Linked DNA regions of Mus musculus: regions 1, 2 and 3 are each linked to region 4. The links are chromatin contacts, called in public HiChIP or PLAC-seq maps. All regions are on one chromosome and are shown on one strand. Each heading gives the region's core, a stretch centred on a gene start, on an enhancer-like site or on the middle of the called end of the contact. The rest is flanking DNA. Distances are from core to core; before and after follow the strand shown.

Region 1 (2,814 bases), core at 297-2,796, 190 kb before region 4:
ATAAACTAGGTTCTCTCTTGCTCTATAACCTAGGTTCTCTCTTGCTCTCTCGTATAGACTAGGGCTTCTTTCTTGTAGGCCTTTGAACGGATTGACCCAGGAGGCATAGCACTCCTCCCGTAAGAATCAGCACATTCACCGGAGAGCCCCTCAGACTGGTGGCCTTTCAGTGTGCTTCAGACCAACTCCTCGAAAGCTTGCTTATCAATCAAAGACAGATGGTGCACCGATTTTCAGTCATGCCAGCTGGGTGTTCCGGTAATTCTGCTGCTCAGGGCTTCAGATAGGAAGTTTACTCTGCAAGAAGCTGAGGAAGTACTTAGCATATGCAAGGCTGGGGGGCTGGTCTCCAGCATGGGGTGGGGGGCAGGAAGGAAGTGAGGAAGGAAGAAGGAAGGAAGGAAGGAAGAAAAGAAGGGAGGAAGGGAAGAAAGAAAGGAAGGGGAGGAGAAAGAAAGAAAGGAAGGGAGGGAGGGAGAAATAACAGAAGGAAGGAGGAAGGAAGGAAGGAAGGAAGGAAGGAAGGAAGGAAGGAAGGAAGGAAGGAAGGAAGGAAGGAAGGAAGGAGGGCAGAGAGGTGGGAGGAGGGAGGAAACGTGACGTGGCTTTGTTTCAATATGTTTGTTTCGATGTAAAAGCTAATATGTTTTGTTAAATGTCAAGTTTGAAAAACCCAAGTCCTTCTAAGAAGTAAGAGATGGGGCAGCTTATCGGGTATTCAAACCTCAGTGAGCTGCTGACCAAAGGTCGCCCAGCTTAGGACCCAGATATGTTTTCCCAGCTCGGCTGGAGCTCCTGGGCAGTGCCATTTTCAGTAAGAAGTGGGTGCCTGGAAAAGGACACTAAGATCCCAAACCCCTCCACTTGCCTGGTGCTTACTGGGCCTCAGGGAACTTGTTTCCCTATCTCTGTAATGAGAAGGCTGGACCCGATGGCCTCTGTGACTAACTGTTTTGAAGCTGGCTGGTTCTAGGCATGGCTGTCTGGAGACCACAGCTCTCAGCACTGTAGACCTCGGTCTAGGCTCCTGTGTCTCAAACATGGAGAAAGATGTTTTTAAAGACTGCAACTCAAAGTTCTTCTCCATTGAGGCATTTTCTGTTTCTTTTTTTGGGTCCAACTCAGAAATGCTTCTTGTAGTTAGCGTGTCCGATGGATAAGGAAAACTCCTGGAATCTTACGGATTTTGTCCTTGTTGATGATGCTCTGGGGGGAAGGCCTGTGACCCTAGGAGGATAGTGGAGATGGGATATTTGTGTCCTCTCAGGTCATGAGCCTTTGTTGGTGCTGTCTGGTGGCTTGAGAAAGGTACAACTGAGAGTCTCAGCACAGGGAAGAAAGGGTTCCCAGGCCGAGGACACCCACACGAAGGACAGCTGGCCTTTTCCCGCAGCGCACACAGAGAAAGCTAAGTTTGTGGTTTACCCTCCCTTCATTTTATGGCCCTATGCCGAATTTCATATGTCTAAGTACACACATCAAGTCAGACACTGTTTCTTTCCTGTTATGTACTTAGCCTGACCTTTACAGAGCTTCAGGCAGGAGGAGGCTCCTTAAGGCCTCCCTTCCTGGAAGACTGTTAAGATTAAGGTTTCTTGTGGTTGACTGACACCACAGGGGGCCTGGAGTCTTTTCCTCTCTTTGCTTAATCTCTTCTCTCATGGGGCAGCTGGGCTGTGGACTGAGTAGGGAAGAGCTGGCCCCAAATTCTGCCCTTACATCCAGCAGCTGTGTGACTTTTGTTGATACACCTAATCTAGTCTCTCCACTCAGTGTGGGGTGGGGGGCACAGGGGGAAAGGGGGGCGTGGTGGGGGATCGCTTGACAGCTGTATGCTGAGGTTCCTTCCCCAAAGCTCAACTTCCAGGGTTGGTGAGTCTACAGCCAAGGCTTGTTAGATTCTGTCAATAGTTCCTTCTTACCTGCAAGGTATACAAAGCAGCCACACACGGTACAATGTTTGCCGGATTGTTTTGTATGATAGGGACCTCGAAAAGAGCGTTTCCTTGAATGTTCCTTCTGGTAAGGCCCACTGGGAAATGGGAAGACAGAGGACTGACCAATGGTGATGGCCTCTGACATGAGGCTCCTGTGGTGCCTGTCGTTGGAGTGAACCAGTTCAACTAGACATGGACAGTTTACAAATCTAATGTGTGGACGGGTACTAGAGTCTGCATATTTCTAACCAATGACCGAGTTTGGAAATAAATCATCTATTCATTCCCCTAGCAAAAAAAAAATATTTCTAGCATCTCTCTGCTAATGAATAAACTCTTCAGGGTGGATTTGCACGCTGTCATCTAAATGCTAAGTGCTCCTGGCTGCCAGAGGGGGGTGGCTCCTGACTCATCCCTTAATTAACTTCTCCTAACCAACCCCAACAGATAGATTAGAGTGATGTTGTCCCAAGCTGCTTTTAAGGAAGTATTGTTAGAGTAAATTACTACCAAAATTGTGCAGCAGTGGCCAAGGGTAAATTGCTTCAGCTCTGATTTCTCTTCTGTAAAATGGTGATATTACCCTATAAAGGTCTGTTGTGAAGATTTAAGGAGAAAATATGTGGATACACACACACACACACACACACACACACACACACACACACACCCATACACATATAACAGAACTATTTAAGGTGCACAGCCTTTATACCTTGGTTCCTGTGCACTGTTCTCTTAGGATGGGCGTGCAAAGGAGACACAATGGCAGAGATAAGGAAAGCTGATCAATGGGATGAAAGACTGTTGGAAACCAGGAAGTCTGAAGTCTAAAGGGAGGTAGAGTTACACCCCAGCCTCCTTCTAGAAGGGGGAG
Region 2 (3,190 bases), core at 113-2,612, 140 kb before region 4:
AGCTCTCCAGTGTGGGTAGTGCTGGCTCTAGCCTCCTTAAGCATTGGACATGATTGAAAATCTAACCATACCTGGGGATTCCCCTAAGCGGGGAAGGCACTTTGGTATTTTCACAACAAAATTCTGCCTACTGATTGAGGGGTGGGGGTGGGGAAAGGGCACTGTGGTAGACCCCAGGGAGTTAAAACAACAGGGTTAGCATAATTGGTTTCTGGGCTCTTTGGGAAACACAATTGGGATTACCTATTAAATTCCCTGTATAACTTTTAAGAAGTCTTTTGGATTGTAAATGAAGCAGTTATCAATCTAGTTAGGCAACACAATAACAGGCTTTGGAAGTAAGACTCGGGACAAAGGATGTCATCAAAATGCAAATGGTTTCCCCTGGGTGTGTCCTTATGAAAGGTTTTCAGAAAGAGGGAAAATTGTTCTTTGAGGCTGTGGAAAACTGTCTTGATTATCAAGGCTGAGACAAAGAGGAGACAGGAAGGCTTAGCTGGTTTACTTGTTTTCAACTCACTTAGAAGGTTAGATGTTTAGTTAGTTACCCCTTAGGTAATTGTATTGGTCCCTGGAGGAGCTCATAGCTGGAGCCATCATCTCAGATCTTCTTATTTGAATGAACCCAATCTAAGTTTGAGCTCTGGTGATCCATGCCGGCTAACACAAAACAGGAAGATAAAGTCTGTGCTACCCAGATAATGTGTATTGGGCTGTAAAACCACTTCCTCTCCTCTTATATTTAAATTTATGATCTACCCCCCCCCCACACACACACACACAGAGAGCTAAAGAGGAATTTTGGGGCAGGGGGTAAAAATAAAACTTTGAAATTAATTAAAATAATGGAACAATAACCCCCCTTTCATCTTTCTTCAACGAACTTAGTCTCAGTATTTAATGCCCAAGAGGGTCACTTTAGAAGATGTACAAGGAGCCTGTTCTTAGCATCTTCAGATGCGACTGTAGTTGTGTTTTATAAACCGGCTGCATGAGGATGCTTGGCAGGCCCGACCAAGGTGTTCCCTGAACAACCAAACCATGCGAAGGGCCGAATATAAAAGGGAGTTTATTTGGGACCTGGAGAAGGGGAACAGAGAAGGACAGAAAGAGAGGAGAGAGGAAGAGGGGAAGATCGAGGACACGTGAGAAAAGAGAGAGATGGAGATTGCAGGGAGAGGGAGGAAAGGGGGAGGGGGAAAGGGGAAAGGAGGGAGGGAGAGAGAGAGGTGAGAGGAGAGAGAGAGGGAGAGGGAGAGGGAGAGAGAGGAAGAGAGGAAGAGGAAGAGAGGAAGAGGCTCTACCTGGCCATTGTTCGGTGACTGTTGGGCGGAGACTCCAGGAAATGCTAACGGTGCTAAGGTACTTGGAGGCGGTACATTATTACATTCTGGAGCAAGCTGACAGTTTCTCACACCGAGCCAAGTTGGTCACAGCAGGTTTGGTTTCAGAGAGTGTCAGACAGCGTGAACAGATGGACAGTCCCTTGAGACAAAGTGAGGGGCGTTCGAGTAGCTCAGAGACATGCGGCTCTTCAGGATGCCGATCCTGTATCAGCCCTTTCCTCTGCTTCAATCCCCCAGACACTGTTTAAAACTTGCTTGAGGAAGTCAGTTCATCTGGAACCCCGGTAGCAATCCTTCTAAGCTTAGTTGGAGTGCCAAAACTCTTCAAGAAAAAAAAATACATTTTTTGAAAACACAGAGTGGGTCATGAATTTGTAGCATTTGAGATCAGCACAGTGTTCTTATTCGGCTCTATACTGTTCTCTGAGTAGCAACTTTGCATGACAGCTTGGACTCTGACAAAGTCACTGATTAAAGGTATAAACACCCTTGGCAATAACAACCAGCCAAACATTCTTTACTCATCAAAAGCAAAACCAAAATGCATCAGAATCATGGAGAGCCTTTGGGGACAAAAGGGACTTGGTAAAGAACCCACACTGCTTTTTTTTTTTTTTCCTTATGGGTTAAGATTCAGACATGTCCCACCCACTTTACCTTTTGACATTTCATCTACAAAATTCACACTGAAGAACCAAAATAATTTGTCAGACCCAACCCCCTCACCCTGCCCCATAATGTTTTAAGTAAGTTTACAATATGACATGGGCTTCCTTCATCAATATCCTCCTGTGCAGACGTCTCATGGGAGCCAGGCAGAATGGAGTTGGTCTCTTCTGGTTTATGGTTTCGATCTGTGCAAATACACTTCTCTGCACCAATCCTTAGCTCTTCTGGGCATGGAGACCTAGTGAAGCATGGAAATTATAAAAAAGAAGACAAAAGCCGGACAGTGGAAGCACACACCTTTAATCCCAGCAGAGGAAGGCAGAGAGAGCCAAGAGGATCTCTGAGTTCGAGGCTATCCTGGTTCACAAAGTTCCAGGACAGCTAGGGCTACATAGAAAGATTCTGTCTTGAAAAACCAAAAATAAAGAAGAAAGAGGAGAAGATGAAGGAGGAGGAGAAGGAGAAGGAGGAGGAGGAGGAGGAAGAGGAAGAAGAGGAGGAGGAAGAAGAGGAGGAGGAGGAGGAGGAGGAGGAAGAGGCTCAACTGATTTATCATGATCGTATGTGCTTGGAATCTCAGCACCTAGAAGGAAGAGGCAAGGAGACTTTGAGTTAATCACTAACCTGGGTTACAACAACAACAACCAAAACAAAACAAACCACCTTGGTTCTGGTCTAATTCTATTACAAAATATTACGGAGAGATGGAATGAGCTCAAAGGGTTTGTTCACAAAAGTTTCAAGGAGAAGGGCAGGATGGGGGGCATTCTTTGTATGTGGCGGGAAGCGATCATGGGATTCAGCTTTCAAAAGTCACACTTATAGGCTGGTTGTAGTTCTGTGGAGAGCAGAGGCCTTACAGCCTTGGGTTCATTCGGTCCCTGCACCACCTCTTCCCATGCTGACAAATGGGATAGCGTTTGGGAAAAGGCTTTCCAGGCCGCAAACTATTATTGTATAAGTAATAGCACTGCTGACTTTTTTTAAATTATTATTTATTTAACTATAGCAGGAAGAGGGAAGACACGTGGAGACAGCTATACCTGTAGCTCTTCATGTATAATTCCTGGTTGATTCATGTGCTTTTGAAATGTATAAAAAGGACCTAAATAGATAATGTTTCTGAAATTTTTATCTATTTGAGTAGCTTAGTAGTTACTTTCATCTTAAAATAA
Region 3 (2,933 bases), core at 109-2,608, 170 kb before region 4:
TCAATGCTATTTATAGGTCAGTTTATTTATGCATCAGTTAAGATGCATTCCGTTTCTACACATTTTATTTACATATAGATTTGATTTAGATGGGGAGGTGATAAATACCTCTTCCATTCAACACAAGAAGACCTCTCCCTGAAAAGCAGCGTTATTTGTGTCTCTGAGTTCCCCCCAGAGTTTTCTCTTACCTATATGAATAAGCAAGCTTACATGTTACACACACACACACACACACACACACACACACACACACACACATACACAAAGAAAGAAAGGGAGCCACAATTTGATTTGGTGCTAAAACAAAAAACAAAAATGAAGACCAGAAATAAAGTATCTTTTGGCTTGTGCTTCTTAAAACACATCTACTTGTGTTCTTTTTGTGGGTGTGTGTTGGGGGGTGGGAGTGAAGCTGAGACTTCTACCTTGTCAGAAAAGAGTCTTAAGCTCTTTTTCTCCTCTTCCAGTTAAGAAACAGATATTCCTTTCCGCCCTGATATTACTCTCCCGATTTACTACTGGATGGTAGGGAGGGCAGAGCTTTGGGGCAAAAAGCTGAAATGCAGAGCAGACTGGAGGAGCAGAGGAGAGGCAGCAATCGGATGCCATGGGGGGGGACGGGACTGCACCCTGAGCTGCTCCTAAGCTCACAAGGAAGGCATGTGTCCCTTCAAGAGGGAGACTCCTGACCTCACAAGGTATGATGTTCTTGTAACTCTTACCTTCATCCAGACTCGCACACTGATTCTGCCATTTCTCTGGCCTGTGGCCCAGTGTTTCCCAGCCCCAGCCCCAGCCCCACCCCCACCCCGTGCTTTCTCATTTCCTGGTTGGAAAAGGTGCTTTGTCACAATGTGAAGGACTCAGAAGAGGGGAGCGACTGTGGAGCCGTCAGCCTATTAATTTGTAGTAATTTTAGTGGCAGCAAGAATCACAGAGCTGTGACTTTTTTGGTTTTTAGGGGTTTTTGTTTTTGTTTTTTGTTTTTTGTTTTTTTTTTTAGATTTTTTTGTTTTGTTTTGTTTTCAAAAAGTAATTTACTCTCCTCTCTCACTGATGTTCAGTTTTAGTCAGAATCAAATATACTTCTTCCTCCTCGGCTTCCCTGGGTACTGAATCACACAGGCTTGCTGAAGAGGAAGGGCCAGGAGGGCTCACCCTGGTCCTCTCAATGTATGGGCCCCACACATCTCTCACCAATCTCACACAGACTTTCAGGCCTCAATATCATGGTCAGGAAATATATTTGTTTTTTTTCAGAGAAAAAAAAAAAGGTCCCATGGCCAAGGTCATCTGTTGGTTTCTGGTGGTGTTTGTCATACGGCTTCAAACACGGTGACTCATAGTCACAAGTCTGAATAAACCTACTTGCTATCATTTATTAAAAATGAGTTTCCCATCGCGAGGGAGGCTGACTGACCTGTGTAAATCACGCCCCTGGAGCCCAGGGCTGATGAAATTACACTTAATGACACAGTCTCTGAGATGGCCCAGGTCTGCTATTTCTGTGGTTTCTTTTGATTTCTATTTGTTTTGCTCCACAACAAGGTCCTTTGCTGATGGCCCAGCTCTCAATGGAGGTGCAGAATCATGGAAGATGGGCAAAACTTTCCATTCTTTCTCTCCCTGCTGGAAATGGGCTGTCATGAAGTCATGAGCCCAAAACAAAACAAAACAAAACACAACAAACAAAACAAAACAAAACACCACAACAGCCTTGAGTGTTAGGGATGATTGAAGGTGGCACCCGAACAAACCCAGCTTGATTTTTTTTTCCTCTGGTGACCATCTTTATGGTGGGTGGAATATTCTAGATAAACAGCTGAAGGTCTCTTATACCAGTGGGTCCAGCTGCCCTCAGTAGAGATACCTCAAGGGTAACTCTCCCTACCAGGACCTGGTCTTTTGATTTAAGTTCCATAATCTTTTTATTCTATTTAGGGGAAAAAAAAGTACATAATAATCTAAGCCCCAAGAGGAGACTATCAATTTAGAATATGAAATATAAGCCCCAGCACACAGACGACGATAGCCTATTGACTACTGCATTTCCTCCCTGTAGGCTGGTGTGTATGCACAGCCAATTATAACTGCAAGAAGAGCCTGGTAGAACGAGGCTCAGGGGAGAAGGTGGCGGATTTAAAATGTGCATCCAGTCTTATTTACCCCTTCTCTTATTCTCTAGAGCACATGCATGCGCCCGTGTGTGCAGCAGACTTTCTAAAGCAAAAGAAAACCAGCAGCGTGATAGATGACTGACTTGCTATTTATTACTGTTTTTCACTAAGGATAATAAATATATCTACATGCTAAAAAAAAATTTCAACCAGAAATAAATGAAGTGAAAACAAGAGCCTTGCTTCTAGCTTCATCCCCACTCCCCATGGTTGCCAATGTCCTATGCTTTCCTCCAAAGACAGTTGGCATGTGTTACTGCTTCCACTGTCTGTATGTACAGGCAGTCATATCTGTAAACCCTGTTAGACACCTCACTTTTTTTTTTTTCGAGACAGGGTTTCTCTGTGTAGCCCTGGCTGTCCTGGAACTCACTTTGTAGACCAGGTGGCCTCGAACTCAGAAATCCGTCTGCCTCCCGAGTGCTGGGATCAAAGGCGTGTGCCACCACACCCGGCTAATTTGTTTTAACCAGATGGTATATCTTGAACATCCTTCCAAGATAGCTAGCTATCTTACAACTTTTTGCCAATACAAACCTACCACCAAGAAAGAGGTAACTTGAGGTCTATTTTTAACCTGCCGAGGCTGGTAGGATATCCATCTCTCATGGGGAATTCTCTTGCACATGACATGACCTTATTACCCAATGACTTTCTTCCTAGACTCTGACAACTCTGTCTCCCAGCTGCATGTTGACTTCCTATTTCTCAACCCACCCTGTCTCAGTCAGGAATTGGGGACACCCCCCACCC
Region 4 (3,013 bases), core at 484-2,983:
TACCTCCCCAACCCTCTCCATTTGGCCTTACAAATAAAGGAGTCCATCAGTACGAATGGTGATTTAAGGTGATCCTGCTTGGATTCTTGCTATTTTGGAGAGAAACACAGAAACTGTGAGTCCCTGGGTGTCTTTGTTAGGGTTACTCTTGGTGTGATGAAAACCATGACCAAAAAGCAAGTTGGGGAGAAAGGGATTTATTTGGCTAATGCTTCCACATTGTTGTTCATTATTGAGGGAAGTCAAGGAAGGAACTCAAATATGGCAGAATCCTGGAGGCAGGAGCTGATGCAGAAGCCATGGAGGGGTGCTGCTTACTGGCTTGCTTCCCATGGCTTGCTCAGCCTGCTTTCTTATAGAACTCAGGACCACCAGTCCAGAGATGGCACCATTAACTATGAGCTAGGTCCTTCCCCATTGATGACTAATTGAGAAAATGCCTTACAGCCGGATCTCATGGAGACGTTTCCTTAATTGAGGTTCCTTCTTCTCTCAATGACTCTGGCTCGTGTCAAGTTGCCACAAAACCAGCCAGAACAGTGGGCTTCTTGCAACTAGGAAGTAAACACGCATAACGTACTCATCATATGGTGAATGTCTGTGGTGTGATGTCTCAGAGGTAGAACAGTGCGACTTGGGAAGACACAGCTGACACTGAGGTCAGAAAACAGATGCTAGAACAGATGTAGAGTAAGCAGCCAGAGAACGGAATGGGTATTTATTGAGTTCTACCTCTGTCTATGGAGTCTATGACATGCATGCGCTATTTTATTTCATTCTCACAAAGATTAAAAAAGATAGACACTGCCCATCTCAATTCAGAAAGGGAGATACTGAGACAGAGGCTAGCCAACCTGCTCACATTGAGTAGCCAGCGAGTGATGTCTGTCTGTCTGTCTGTCTGTCTGATGCCAGTAGCTCATTCCACAGCATTTTCTCTAACTGGGAGAGGTGCTGAGGAAGAGACAAGAGGTACTTCCCAGAAGGTGTAGCAGGAAAGAAGTTAGTCACATGGAAAGGGCTCCAGTGGGTTTCTTTCCTCGGTGTATATCTTAGTGAATGTTCATGTTTAAGATAGATCATGGCCACTGGCTGCTTAGTGCTCAGGATACAAAGGGATCGGAATAAGAGGTGATCCTACAGAGGAAATATGGACTTGGATAGGTTTGCTTGTGACCAGTGGGAAGCAAGGATAGTCTGTCTTTCTGCAAACTGATGGTTGCCTGCACCGGCGTAGGAGCCACACAACAGTAGTAGATATTTCTTTTTCTTATTCTCAGTATAGAAATTTCCTGGCCAACATGATCCTTTTTATTTGCAGAAAGTTGGATCCAGGGTATCAGGAACAGAAACTGGAGGTAGAAGCGTGACTTATGGAGCTGTCTCTGCTAGTTGGTATTAACCCTGTTTTCTCATCTCGAACATTCTTTCCAGCCCTGGAGTGTGTAGATTTTTCCTAGCATTGCAGAATTTGACTCAATGCTGTTCAATTATTTGCCCTGTTGAAGAAAATCCCTGGTCCCTCCATTTCAAAGTACAAATTTTGTTCCATGAAGAAGCCTAGCAAATACAAGACTGGAGAGCTGCCACACCGCTCAACCTTCTATCTTGGTAAGCGGGTGTAGCCTCGGGTGATGTGCTCTCTCGTGGGGCAGGTCATACTAGATCCCTGGCAGCCTGTGAATCTCTCCTGTAACCATGACTCCTAAGCCACCTTTGTGTGATTTCTGCAGCCAAGTCATCCTACAGGGCAACGCTCAAACATTCTGCCTTCAGTTTGCCCTTTGTCCTAGCCCTCGGAGCCACCGTGGGAACACACCTGATGAATCATGGAACTGAGCCTACTAGGGAGCTGTGGGTAACAGGAGGCCCTAACAGGGACTTAGGGAGTGTCTGGGTACCCAGTGGACTCAGGGTTCAGCCAGGTTGTGGTAGCCCTCCCGGGCTTGGCTCTTCTCACACTGTTCATGACACTGTCTATTTCTCCTCACAGACCCCATTACCTTCTAATGCCCTCATCCGGTCCCAGGGCTGGGCCTTTCTTCCTAGATATTTGGCTTGGAGCTCCATCATTCTTGCTATGAGTTCCTTCTCTATTGCTCACTCTCATCTCAGACAATCTTGCAGGGGTGGAGGTGTGGAGGTGAGAGGAGCCGGGCCATAGCAAACTGTAGATGAGTCACCTCCCCAGGTTGATGTGGGGAGAAAAAGAATGGGTGGATGTGCTAGGAGGAAAAAATGACACTCAAATGAAGAGTACATCTGAATCAAACATTAGTCACTGGACCCAGGGGAGAAAGATGCCCTCTCCAGGAGGGGCTGTGTGTGTATAGGGCTGTGGGTGGGGATTTTGTTATGGAAAACAGACCAGACAGCATTAAGACCTACCACCCAATGTAACCATTTATTAAGTGTAGTTTAAGAGTGAACTGTAGGTCATTTAGATTCACGAATCAACATTCATTACAGATACCTATCAAATGGAGACTCTGTGTTAAATACAAGTAAAGGAGGCTGCACTAGATTTCATGCTCAAAGAAGGAGCCGAGCCTCTGAAACTTCTGTTGAAATATAGTTTTGGTTCCCTGATATCTAAAATGGCTAAGGCCAACCTGAGGTTAGAATGACACTAGTTTATTAATATAGACCTCCAAGACATGTCAACTTACCATCTGGGGACAGTGGGCCATGGCCCTATAGATGGAGGTCACAGTCACTCTAAGAAAGTTGAGATGGTTTAGAGTGAGTCTCTTTCACAGAAATTCATGCTTTTTGTTTTGCAGGACAGAGGTGGTACCTCACCCTCTCTCCCTTCCTTCCAAGAGACTGGGTCCTTCAGTCTAGTGTTGGCCCTCAGTTCCTCCTTCACAGACGCTGCAATGAACTTGATTTAGTAAGTTACCTGGGCATCCTTTTGTTCTCCTGCAGCTGATCATTTCCTCCAACTCTACCATTCTTTTTTCAATCTTTTCTTCTACGTTCTGCTGCCATTGGCTGCTTTCGGTCCTTCACA

What was found. HiChIP or PLAC-seq counts read pairs in DNA pulled down with a chosen protein or histone mark.
Region 1: an HNF4G HiChIP or PLAC-seq map of pancreatic cancer cells shows a contact between it and region 4. The contact joins two enhancer-like sites. A contact is called at or near these places in 3 of 484 Hi-C or Micro-C datasets (bone marrow-derived macrophages, memory CD8 T cells and nephron progenitors) and 3 of 115 datasets of contacts at active chromatin or transcription factors (CD8 T cells, embryonic stem cells and pancreatic cancer cells).
Region 2: a BATF HiChIP or PLAC-seq map of CD8 T cells shows a contact between it and region 4, with 6 read pairs. The contact joins two enhancer-like sites. A contact is called at or near these places in 4 of 484 Hi-C or Micro-C datasets (the C10 cell line, CD8 T cells, Th1 cells and 1 more) and 2 of 115 datasets of contacts at active chromatin or transcription factors (CD8 T cells and Th17 cells).
Region 3: a contact with region 4 is called in a CTCF HiChIP or PLAC-seq map of CD8 T cells, with 11 read pairs. The contact joins two enhancer-like sites. A contact is called at or near these places in 1 of 15 datasets of contacts at CTCF or cohesin (CD8 T cells), 3 of 484 Hi-C or Micro-C datasets (Th1 cells, embryonic stem cells and nephron progenitors) and 4 of 115 datasets of contacts at active chromatin or transcription factors (CD8 T cells, Th17 cells, extraembryonic endoderm stem cells and 1 more).

What each region holds. Positions count from the first base shown.
Region 1 is chr8:34,780,848-34,783,661 of GRCm38.p6, reverse strand. No RefSeq gene overlaps it. Among named protein-coding and RNA genes, the nearest start is that of Dusp4, 25 kb to the left of the region's middle. Within about 2 kb of position 1,546, at least 42 of the 459 cell types and tissues checked have an H3K27ac peak or open chromatin away from gene starts, as enhancers often do. A contact at or near this core is called in CD8 T cells and pancreatic cancer cells, where this site is marked.
Region 2 is chr8:34,730,028-34,733,217 of GRCm38.p6, reverse strand. No RefSeq gene overlaps it. Among named protein-coding and RNA genes, the nearest start is that of Gm46069, 42 kb to the right of the region's middle. Within about 2 kb of position 1,362, at least 45 of the 459 cell types and tissues checked have an H3K27ac peak or open chromatin away from gene starts, as enhancers often do. A contact at or near this core is called in CD8 T cells and Th1 cells, where this site is marked.
Region 3 is chr8:34,759,161-34,762,093 of GRCm38.p6, reverse strand. No RefSeq gene overlaps it. Among named protein-coding and RNA genes, the nearest start is that of Dusp4, 47 kb to the left of the region's middle. Within about 2 kb of position 1,358, at least 71 of the 459 cell types and tissues checked have an H3K27ac peak or open chromatin away from gene starts, as enhancers often do. A contact at or near this core is called in CD8 T cells, Th17 cells and regulatory T cells, where this site is marked.
Region 4 is chr8:34,590,356-34,593,368 of GRCm38.p6, reverse strand. It overlaps B930018H19Rik (RIKEN cDNA B930018H19 gene), which reads left to right. Exons shown (of 5, transcript NR_040706.1): 4 at 1,435-1,611; 5 at 2,784-3,013. Among named protein-coding and RNA genes, the nearest start is that of Gm46068, 6.8 kb to the right of the region's middle. Within about 2 kb of position 1,733, at least 39 of the 459 cell types and tissues checked have an H3K27ac peak or open chromatin away from gene starts, as enhancers often do. A contact at or near this core is called in CD8 T cells, Th1 cells, Th17 cells and 2 more, where this site is marked.